Regions from separate parts of the Zea mays genome. Here region 1 is linked to region 2. Evidence: chromatin contacts called from public Hi-C data. All regions are on one chromosome and are shown on one strand. Each heading gives the region's core, a stretch centred on a gene start, on an enhancer-like site or on the middle of the called end of the contact. The rest is flanking DNA. Distances are from core to core; before and after follow the strand shown. Region 1 holds the start of LOC100278128. Region 2 holds the start of LOC100277371.

Evidence for each region. Hi-C and Micro-C count contacts between places; a contact is called where the count stands out from the background.
Region 1: a contact with region 2 is called in a Hi-C map of tassel, with 3 times the contacts expected there. The contact joins the promoter of LOC100278128 here to the promoter of LOC100277371 in region 2. A contact is called at or near these places in 3 of 25 Hi-C or Micro-C datasets (bundle sheath, leaf and tassel).

What each region holds. Positions count from the first base shown.
Region 1 is chr6:106,790,054-106,796,179 of Zm-B73-REFERENCE-NAM-5.0, reverse strand. LOC100278128 reads left to right here and starts at 2,220. Exons shown (of 7, transcript NM_001151506.2): 1 at 2,220-2,417; 2 at 2,520-2,563; 3 at 3,544-3,652; 4 at 3,948-4,011; 5 at 4,096-4,212; 6 at 4,428-4,536; 7 at 5,222-5,734. The coding sequence starts at 2,314. The coding sequence ends at 5,307.
Region 2 is chr6:106,460,615-106,466,542 of Zm-B73-REFERENCE-NAM-5.0, reverse strand. It overlaps LOC100277371, which reads left to right and starts at 1,514. Exons shown (of 1, transcript XM_008650813.4): 1 at 1,514-2,699. The coding sequence starts at 2,109. The coding sequence ends at 2,429. It overlaps LOC100384730, which reads right to left. Exons shown (of 5, transcript NM_001177198.2): 5 at 4,927-5,339. The coding sequence ends at 5,202.

The DNA.
Region 1 (6,126 bases), core at 971-3,470, 330 kb before region 2:
TTAGTACTTAGTAGGCGATTAGTTTATGTTATTTACGAAACTAATATATTTTCTATATTATAGAAAATTAGTAACATATTTATTTTACTAATTTAAAGTATGTTGCTTAAATTAATTTTAAGATTTTATATTATAATTTAGAGGGTGAGTTTATACTTGTGACCAAACTCATTGGCTCGACGAACCGATAGCAAACCTGTTGCCGAATGAAGCCAATTTTTTAAGCTGGATAGAAAAGCAAACCGAGCGCGGTTCATTTCGTTTTCACCGTTGGACCCGAGTCACGGCAATGGAAGCTCTTGTCGGGGCCGATAGCTAGCTCCTTGGCGGATCTCTATAGGGGTGGGCACTTTTTTACCATAAACCGAACCGAACCGAAATTTCGGTTTTTCGGTAATTCGGTTCGGTTTCGGTTTTTGTATCTCAGAAGTTCGGTTTTCGGTATCGTAATCGGTTTTCACCGTATACCGAACCGTAATAAAAAACCAAATACCAAACTTTATCAATTCTAAAATTTGACTTTCGATTATGTGAACTAAATGTGTGAAGCAATTAAATTGTTGTTCACTTATTTATATGTGATGTATGATGTATCTCTAAATATTTGTACCTGTATAATTTTTACTTTTTAAAATTATGTGTAATCTATCATGTAAACTTGTTGTATATGTTGTCTTAGTATAAGTTTGGTATTCGGTTTTTACCGAAAAACCGAAGTAAAAAACCGAAACCAAACTTCTTGGTTTTTTATTTTCTAGAAAACTGACTGGTTTCTAATGTCTAGAAAACCAAAGTTTTTTAAAACCGAAAAACCGAACCGAAATTTAAAAAAAAAACCGAATGCCCAACCCTAGATCTCTGGCACCTGTAGGCTGTTAAATCAATTAATTATCCTCAGCGAATATTACCAGGGGTTGTTTATTGCCAAACCACGGTTTGGTGTGGACGCATGGTGATCTAGCACGGCTCTGATTGGGCGTATAATCTGGTCTACGACTATGCCTGTGGCCTGTGGGCCGTGGCACTTGGATTCTCGGGGAAGGCTTCATGCTTCTACGTGTATTTTTAAAAGGACCAAAGTACTAGGATAAATATTTTAATTTGGACGACCTACTTACTTGTGGTACAAGAAGGAATTAAATAAGATCAACTTGTGTCAAGTGTCACGTGTGGGGGGTTAATTTGCCCTCTATGTTATTTATCAGTATTACTTTTCCAAATACAAAAAAAAGGTCGGAAGCTATTGGTGAATGTTTCGAGCTCTAAAACGTCGTATAACTTCAAAGAAGTGAGTATTCTAGTTGCCATTATCCGATCATCCACTGAAATATCTAGATCATAAAGTAAAGCAAGAATGAGTAGATTGTGACCGTGCTGTGGACGATTCAACGAGACGGTACGGCCAAGAACAACTTTTCAGGCTTTTGTTTGGATATTTTAGTAGCTGACGCGCGAAAGATTTTATAGCAATCTAAATTCTAAAAAGGTTGTCGGAGCAGGACATTGTATTCAACGGAATGATAAATAGTACGTGCACGTCAAATACCTGTAGTAGGATTCATTCATGCGAATGCGATCATCACGCTACCGATTCCGGGATAGCCTGGCTCCATGGGATTGGGCCGGCCGGGTCTCGGTTTAGACTAGAGACTGGTCTAGCCGACCTACTGCATGCACACTTGTCCGTTTCTCAGTGGGAGAATTCATATCACCAGCATGCGTCCACATTAGCTCATAAATAGCTCGGCAATGAGATGGAATTGGACATTTGAAAACAATACCTAGACCAAAAAAAAAACGAAAGTATATTGGTTATGAAACATTACGGTGGTCTGCTGGAACAGGATTGCCATCGTCATTTCTATTCCACTGGTGGTAAGACAGCATGAGTCATGTTTTTCTGTTGTAAAACTGTGAACGACTGTACCTGCCTTCTCTGAACGCTGAGTAGTCTGGCTGGGGGTCATAAAACCTGCAAAATGGTCATGGGTATACCTGCCACCCCACCAAAGGCGATAGACACCTATTTCTGTTTCTTTTATCATTTATAAAATTTTCGAACATTTTAAACATAAAAAAAATGAAAAGCTACACAGATCCCACGGTTTGCCGGGCCGGATCACTAGCCTAGCCCAACAGACCCAAATAGTACACATTGAGTTTGGGCCCAAATATAATGAGCCCGCCGTCTCCTTGACCGAAGCCCACTCTGAGAAACAGATCGAACAGAAGCGCAGCCATCCATCAGCTATTCATTCAGCTATCACAAAAGAAAAAAAAAAGGCCGCGACGAGCCGACGAGCAACGACGACCATGGCGACGATGGCCGCTTCTTCCTGCCACGGGCAACTTCTCCTGTTTCTCCTCGTGGCCGTCGCGTCGGCCTGCCTCGGCTCCGCGGCAGCGCATCAAGCCGGGTAGGTGTACCTGTCCTAAACCTCCCCTCGTTCCGTGATCTGATCGGCCGGATGCTTTGCTGACGGCTCTCCCGATTTGGCTCATGTGCTTGGTGGCTCTAGATCTGGAGAGGGCTACACGATCGCTGGCCGCGTCAAGATCGATGGTAAGTGATTCGGCTCCCACTGAATTCGGCCGTATTCGTATTTAGGTTCTTGCAGGTGCTAGGTTTGCGGCGTTTAGGGATTGTGTAAGTGTAATTAAGTTATAAATTAGTTGCGCCTTATATTGTGCTGGGGTCGATCTTTTTTTTCTTCTTCTATTGCTGGATGTGCCTGTATTTTGTGTAGATGTCAAACAATTCATGTGTCTAAAGCTGCGAACTGAAGCAATTTCGATTGGTAGGAAATTAGTAGTATGCGACCATCCACTGACTGTTGAACTGATGCAAATTGACGATGCCCTGTTGCTCGTTGGTTTTGGGATCTTCCGTGGTAAATGATTTTGTGAAGTTTTAGCTAAATTTATAGCTTGCAAACTTAAAGTACGGCCCTGAATTGTGCAAGCGTGTGTATGCCTGTGTTCTGTTCCTGTTGTCTGGTGCTTACTGCAACTGAAATGAATTATCAGCTAAGTTCTGTTCAAAAAGGGAAGTATACAGATGTACAAATTCTGAAGCTGACATGTTGATTTATGCTAATATCATTGTAGAAACCTAATGGATTTGCAATAAGATCTTGCTTCTATGATAGAATGATGACATGTCAGCGTGATTTTTGATAAGGTGCCTGCAATTGGAGGGGCTCTGATATGTTTTTTGTTCGGCATCTCTCTCTCTCTCTCTCCACTACTAAACTAGTTTTCTTGATGTGTGGATGCATTGCTATCTTACTATGATGTTTTGACCAATGCTTCTGATAAGGTTTGTCGGAAGTAAGCCAAAATTGATACAAATTAAACAATGAATGAATGTGTGTATGTGTCTTCTTCCCTGAGAGTACTTTTAGCTTATGGATACTAGTTATGGGATTTTTCAGTGTAGGATTTGTTCATTTAGATGTTTATTGCACCTTGAAGCATGCTTGGAACCTAAAAGCTACTAACCCATGCTGTCTGTCTGATGTGATCTTTGTGTTATGGATATAGGCACGAGCGTGAAGGGCTTTGGTCTTGCAACAAAGACATCAAACACAAAAGTGATACTTAATGGCGGCCAGAGGGTTACATTTGCCAGGCCAGACGGCTACTTTGCATTGTATCCTACAAAAGATGCATTGCCATAAGTTCAATTTTATTCTGATTTTTCCTGGAAACTTCATCTATTAAAATGATATAGCTCGTACTATCATACATTTATCTGTTTGTTGTTGGTAAAATTGATGCCGAGGGATGGGTATGTACTAAGCAAAGAAACTGTAGCTCTCATCATGCGCATACCATTAATTCTTGCCCGCTCTTGGGTATATCTTTCATTGTATACAATTATAGATCAGTGTTAGGAGATCACTATATTTGCTTTATTGTTGGCTCCTTGACCTGATATACTTTAGCCACAACGTGCCAGCTGGAACTCATCTGATTGAGGTCTCCTCAATTGGTTACTTCTTTTCCCCAGTAAGTATTTATTCCTTGATTTTGTTAGTATGGTGAAGGGAAATGAATACAGGTAATTTACTCCATATTTCTTGTAAATGATAGGTTCGCGTAGATATCAGTGCAAGGAATCCTGGTTATATTCAAGCAGCATTGACTGAAACTAGAAGAGTTCTAAATGAGCTTGTCCTGGAACCTCTGAAAGAAGAGCAGTACTATGAGGTAGGTATTGCTAAATATTTTTTTGTATACTTGTTTCCTCGGAGTCCTCACTTCTCACTGCTGACTCATGTTGGGTTTGATCTGGCCTATCCCAACTTGCTTTTGCTTTGGGCTAAAAGGCTTCATTGTTGTTACTACTGTGTTCTTCACTTCCTACTTTTGTCAAGTATTATGAAAACAACCTCTTTAAATGTTTCATTTTTCAATCTTTCAAGGTTAGGGAGCCTTTCTCCGTCATGTCACTTTTGAAGAGCCCCATGGGGTTGATGGTTGGTTTTATGGTCTTAATGGTCTTTGTGATGCCCAAGATGATGGAGAACATAGGTATATTACTATATTTGACCTCTTTTACATCAGATGGATACAAGCTTTCAGTTAGTATGTTGCACTAAAAGCTTGCAATTAGCAAACATCAGCTTTCTAATAACAGTGTTGTTTGAGCTTTATGCAATTTTATAGAGTAAGCAGGGCATCAAGTTTATTAGTTTAAACTGTTGTGCTTCTGGATTTCTTGGTTATAATCTGTCCTTTCTGTAATTATATTACTAATGACATGGGCCGTGATGATTTTCATTATCTAAAACTTCTCATGTTTGTGTTGTTTGTCTTATACTTGCTAAACACATTATTTATATTTAGTTCATTTTTACCTGTAACCTATATACTTCAACGTTTCATCTTAAAATTTCAATACAGTAAGTTAACAATGTTAGAACCTCCCAGATTCACTTGAGAGAAACCTTGGAGAGCTGTTTTTTTCCCTATGATCATATCAGTTGTAGGCCTCGTGATGTATTTTGTCATTATTGATCTTATGTTCCTCCTAGAGCTTATAAAATGGTTCTACGCAGATAACCCTTTTCATTTATTGATTGTGGGATGTTTTAGTTATCGTTAAATGCTGAAATTACAGTTGCACTTCAATTACGTAGTTTTTCTTCAGCTTTTGAAATGCTAATACTGATTTCGTTTCTATATATGCCTAACTGAATTTACTCTTGTGATGAAGATCCTGAGGAGATGAAGCAAGCTCAAGAACAAATGAGGAACAACCCCGTATCATTGTCTGGCTTGCTAGCCAGAGCGCAGGGCTAGAAGTAGCACATGAGGATGCTGCAAGGGTCTAGATTCTATAATGTGTTTAAGGGCAGTACTGAAGTGCTTGACATGCCATGTCACTCGGAGTAATTTCCTGGGGACAAGGTGGAAACTCTTTCCCCTGTTTTTACTGTATTTTAACTTGCAGTTTTTCTGTTAGGGCTTGTTCGGTTATTTTCAATCCATATGTATTGGAGGGGATTGATACGGATTGGAGGGGATTTTGACTTTGAATCCCCCTCAATCCATATGGATTGGGGCAGAACCGAACATGGCCTTATGTAGAACCTTCTGAAACCTCTAGCTGAGCTAGTCATTTGGCACATCATATAACCACACATTGAGATATTCTTGTTCAATTTGTATTGTATGAATCAGCTGAATCTAACACATTGATTAGTCATCGGACCGCGGCTGCACCCAGCAGGCATACTTGTTTATTTGACTTGGCTAAATATTTGACTTGTAGTTTAGCCTGAAAAGGATTAGAAGGCCTAGAAGAGGATTTGAATAAACTTTTTTATTCTGCAAACAGTGTAAAAGAGTATTTTGGGTGGTGCTCTCGTGCAAGTAGATCGGGATTACATCCAAATGAACAACAAACACGAAATAGAGCTTAAGATAATATACAAAACAGAGCACAAGATAAGAATAAGATATTTATCATAGAGATTTTTTGCATATCCTTGCAATTTTATCTAGTGCCTTATTTGTCAGCATAAATGTTCTAATCTCTTCTATACCATTCATATACAATTTCTTACCCTTCCATTCCATCGCAAGTGGCGTAAAACCGTTTCAACAGTTCACTCGTAT
Region 2 (5,928 bases), core at 265-2,764:
TTTTGCTACTTATCGAAGTTCATTAAATTAATAAACAGCTACAATAAATTGAAACTAAAATAGGGTTAAAATAATTAAGTGTTATAATACATGGAATAAAAATACTTTAAAAAAATATTACAAATGGAATTAAACAATTATTTATTTGTAAAAAAATATTAGGAACACAAATGTGGAATCAGTTTTTTAATTAGATATATTGATTAAGAGATTTAGTTAAATAGAGTGTGTATCAACAATATATAATTTGTTTACAGTGAACAACTCACAACCATTTAAACCAAATAAATTTTAGTTTTTTTTTCTCACAACAGCTTTTTTACATCAGACAAGTCACAACATCTTTTTTACATCACACAACTAAACCAAACGCAAATGATTTTGACTGGATTTAGGTTTATACCCATCAGACCCGTAGGTCAGAAGTACCACCTAAAAATAAAGCGTGTTGTTCTTCCTTCAATCGTGAACTCGATCTCTCGCTCCTCACGAACTTGCATCGAAGTGTCGTCGTCGGTGCCAGCATCTTGTGGCATGATAGGAAAACCTTTGTATGCTTAATCGATCCGTCTCCGGTGTCTAAACCCTAAACCCAAAAACCTATGTATGCTTAATCGATCTGTCTCCTGTGACAGCTATTGCCTACGGTGCTGATGTGCATTGCAACTCATCTAGGTCTGTAAAACAAATAACACAAACAATTATAATAAAAACGCTAAACAGAAGGCACTCTTTTGTGCCTTTTTAGGCACCGATAACGGTCCTTTCCCCTAAGTTTGGGGGGTCGGGTTACCTGATTTTTTCGGGTCGTGTAATTCGGGTATTTGAAAATTTGGATAATGAGATCTGGGATCCGAAATATACCCATTTACAATCTCTACTCGAAATTTCGGGAACCCTAAAATTCAGGTTCGGGTTCAAATTTTCCCGAATTACCCGATTGTAGTAAATAATAAAGACGATAAAATTAAAATAAATATTCAACAAACCACACTACTTGTAAGTCTCAATTTCAATGTTCATATATTAGTGCATCACAAATTTACAACCACATTATAATAATACAAGGATTTAGTTAATTCGGGTAAAGGTAAATCGGATACCGAGACTTATAACCCGAATTAACCAAACTAAAATCGGGTTTTCAGATTTGCTATCTGAATTAGTGATCGGATATAATGGCTTTGGGTGATGAGTAGCGGTTTTTTTTGTCCCGCCCTATTTTCCCATCGCCACCACACCCCATATATAAACCTTGTAGCCAAGGCCTCCGCTCGCCGTTGAAATCCTGGTCAGCCCTTTCGTCTCACCTCATGCTTATTTTAGACTCCGGGAGCTCTCCTATCGTATTTATATTTTAAACTTAACTCTATAAATAATATTATGTATATTGTACAATGCAACCATGTACGACCCTGTTTGCTTCAGCTTTTTTAGTTTCTGACTACCAAAAAGTGTTGTGGATTGTCAAAACGCTCAGCTTTTTAGCTAGCTTCTATAAAAATGGATTTGGCAAAAACTATTCAAAATCAACATAAACACATAATCGGTCAAGTCGTTGCAATAGTAGGAATCCATTATTTTCTAATCATAAATCCTATGAACATATTTATCTTTCTCCGCACGTAATCACAGCGATACTCAGATTCTCTTTACAACGTAATCACAGACAGATTCTCGTAAAAGCCAGTAAAAAAAACTGAATCAAATAGGACCATAGTGGCATAGTCTGCTCGAGACAGTCAGCAGCTTGCATCGCGCATGGGCCCACCTAACGACGCATTCATTTGTTCCTCGCGCATGGGACCACTCTAGCGGTCGCTTGCAGCCACGCCGTGTCCCGTCCGCGGCAGCCCACCCCAACAGGCGCAGCGCGGGCCGCTCCCGTCTCCTCGTCCCCTTTTAAGCGAACCGCCACCTCCCCTTCGCCTCCAACTCCAACTCCAAGGCTCCAACGCATCTGCACTTCCTTCTCCTACAAAATCGCAGCAGCACTTCTTCCTCCACTTCCCAAATCAAAGCAGGACCAGCGCGCGCGCAGTGATCTAGGGCGAAGCAAAGCGAGGAACAGGGACCGTCTCGTTGGGCCCGGAAAACTGGCGAGATCGATGGACGCTGCCGCGGAGGCCTCAACGCCGTCGTCCCCGTCGAAGCTGCGCGACAAGCTGCGGACCACGGTGTGCTGCTGCTTCGGCGTGGAGAGGGCTCGGTGGCGGCGGCGGCGGGGGGCGGCGACGGCCGCGGGCGAGTTCCGCTACGACCCGCTGAGCTACGCGCTCAACTTCGACGAGGGCGAGGACGACGACGCCTACGCGGACCCCGCCGCGGCCTTCCGGTACAGGAACTTCAACGCGCGCCTCCCGCCCTCGCCGGCCGCCGCTGCCGCGGTGAGGACCCAGCGGCCGCAGCGGGCCACGGCCACCGCCTGACCGCCCATCGCTTAGAGTTAAGATCGTGCTCCGCGATGTCTCTCTCTTTTTGGTTTGTTTGTTTGTTTGGCCCTCCTCTCTTGCAATTGTACGATCTACTGAGCGAGCGACATACAGCTACTTACTTTTAGTGAATTATTATCGTGTTATAGATACAGTGTACTCTTGTAACATGTAGGAATGTTCCGATGTGTTCAGTACGAAGCGGGAGTGATGAACCCTAGAAATTGGGGCTTTGATTCCAGAAAGAAATCTCCTCTTGTTCTGTCTCTCTATCTTTTGCCCTCTCTTTTGTCTGAGAAGAAGCAAAAACAATCTCCCCCCTGGAAAATAGTAATCTATAGAATGAAACAACATCCCGAGAAATACATTTCTCTCGTCTCTTGAATAGTCATTCGATTTTAGTTTTTTTTTGTTTTAGTAAAATTGCATAATCTATGGTATAAATAAAAATAAAAATTAGTTTTATAGTAAATTTGTTTAGAAATGTAAAGTATCGTCGCTGGCACGGTCCCGTAATTGCATTCTTCTCTGTGACACCGAGGGAGTAGGGGAAAGAAAACTGCTGTCACATATGGACGCGCGTGTGGTCGACGAAGGAAAGGGATAATTTTTGTAGCATGGGAAAAAAATATGCGGAACCAGACGCTATCGCGTTGCTGACTCATGAGCCCACTTGGCTAGAGTAGAGTAGTACTCGTTGGCGTCAAGCGCGCGTGATGTGATTGTGTGGCGCAGCCGTGCGAAGTGACTGGCACTGGCACTGGCAGGATGCAACGGGCACGTTGAAGGTTTCAACGAGTTGCTGTGAAGCCCCGTCGTGGACTGCTCGTGCTCGGTGTCGAGCTCTCTCTGTCATTGGATTTACTCGTGATGGTAGTACTCAGTGAAGCTGGCTGGACAGACAGACGGGTGGACGGTTGCAGTCTGTAGACTGGCTGGCTAATCATAGTCAAGGCCCATGCCACTCGACTACTCGAGGTGGCGTGTCGTCGCGTCACCTAGTCGGCACCACGTACAGACAACAACTGTATATATGACTTATCTCCGTTACAGCTTGGCACGGTCTTCCTGTACCTTTTGCGATAGCAACTTTACATGTCTTTCACGGGGATTTTTATTGGATTGAATCCCAGTAACATCATCATAATCTTGGGAGCAGTGAAATCGGAACGTGCCAAGGTACTATTCCTACTGTTTCCAAGACATTTGGGACTTGATTTCCATGTTCAGGCTGATTGCAGGGAAATCAACACGGGGCCAAACGCCGACGGATGTTCTACACTACGCACCATGCCCAGCGGGCCAGAAAATGTCGTTTGTTTGCACTTTGCAGAGACAACAAGTGCATGGCATGGTCGTAGTAGCCGAAGCCTCTCCGCCCAAAGACCGTAGCAGGTAGTAGGGGACCTTCCTGGACCAAGACAAGAAAAGCCCAAATCTTCTCTGTCCGGTCCTGGTAAGCCCACTTACTACTTATTATTCCTCCCCACGAAAGACATGGGCCAAAACGACTGGTTTACCTAACGTGAGAATGAATGCAAAACGCATAGCCCCGTAAGCCTTATAGGCGCAAAGGAGGACCAAGAGAGCGTCCCATCAGAATGGAAAGGAGTTAAAATCAAATCTGCAGAAAATATGGTAACTGAGCTCGAGTAGCCCTAAAAAACTAACCAAAAGTAACTAAAGCCTCGGAAATGGCCGCTGCAGGCTTACCCGAAATCCCCATTTTACCCGATCAGAGTCCTTAATCCCGATTTTCTCTTTCTTGTGTGAAATTCTTAATCTTGTGTTGTGCGTGCCATATCCTGTGTTTGTTGCTGTGTTTGCATAAACTAGCAGAAACACAGACGGTCGGGTTGTGGGCTGAGGAGTGAGGACCGCAGAGCCGGCAGGCAGCTAGGGCGACGACACAGGGAGCAGCTAGTCGACGGCCGTCAGTCGTGATACCCCTTCCGGTCTATGGAGTTAAAAAGCATCATGCCGGATATCAAGGTGCATCTGCGCCAAATATTCTTTTTTCCACAGGCAACTGGCCAAAGGGTTGCTACACTGAGTCGTACTTCCTAACGAAACCCCACCCCCAAGATACATTTTAGGATTCTTTCTCTTTTGCTTATATTCCTAGTTATTCAACTCTAGCTTAAACACTCTTTTGTGTGATTTAGATGTCGATATTGTACTGACCTCCCCAACTTCTAGAATGGATTCCCAAGAATAATGATAAGGAACCTATTTCTCGAAGCGGCCCTAGGGTCCACCTCCCAGCGAGAAGCTAAATTCCCCTCCTCCAACAAAAAAGAGTAAGAAAGAAGTGGTCTGAGTCGAAGATACGACGATCATCATTGAGGTAGTTGGACCTGATCCCTAATCACTTCCGCGCCACTAGTGTCGATCCTGTGACGGCTCCGATCGGGCCTCCAATGGCTCGAGTTCTCTCATCTTCTATAGCTGTTAGTGAAGACTGCGGCAGCATCTACAACCTTACCAGAAAACGTACGTGAGGTAATAAACGTTAAAACCGATCCTCCACCCTGAACAGAAAAACGACGTCATTCAGGCCGGAGGACTACGACGACGACAGCTCTAAACCCTAAATGTCAACAACATATGAAACAAAAAAAAAGATAATCTCCGTTCGTCTTCAGTATCCTGGCAAGCGTGATCTTCCAGAACCCGGCCCAGCTTCTTCTATGTACAGTTAATCATCAGGTTAGCGTGCTAGTTCGATCTGAAGACGTACTGTAGCCACGCCGACAAACTCAGCCATCATCAGACGTCTGCCGGGAGGTTGAGGTCAGGGAGCACGAAGCCGCTCGGAGCTTCCTGCTCAGGCTGTAGTGGGCGTGGCTTCCCCTTGTTCTCCACGGAGATCGCCTCGCTCAGCGTAATGGACTGATGGAGCCTTGTCTGCCAAAAGGTTAAACACATCTGTCGTCAGGATACCATAGCCGCCAAGCATAGATGGGAGATGCATGCGTCATCTAGCTACTGCATATGAATGGCTACGCTACGCACAAACATTCGCAACCAGTTACCAGACCCTGCCAGCGGACAGAACGAATGAAGGACTGATAAGACACGGTCTTCATTCACAAAGAAAGGCGTCTCCAACAATATGCATAAACTAGCACCAGATCTAAGCTGATAAAAAATGTGCAGGAAACGGACAACAGCAGTTACACGTCGTGGGTGGAGAGAGGACATCATAAGGATAACTACGTGACTATCACCGGGATCCTCTTTCTATTTGCACTATTCAGCGAGTAAAAAAATTGATTCAGCTAGCTCAGATGATTGAGACGGCCCTAACAAGGTCATTTCTCGTACTAAGAATTAGAGAAACTCAAGCAGGAGTTAACAGATTCATGTCTACAATTACCGCGTGATTGGATACCTAGTCGCGTGCGTCCAGGCCCTCCACGTTCCGTTGACCGCACTTAACCGGTGATTGGTGGGCTGTATATATGAAGATGAGCTTGCACGCACCGATGCAACT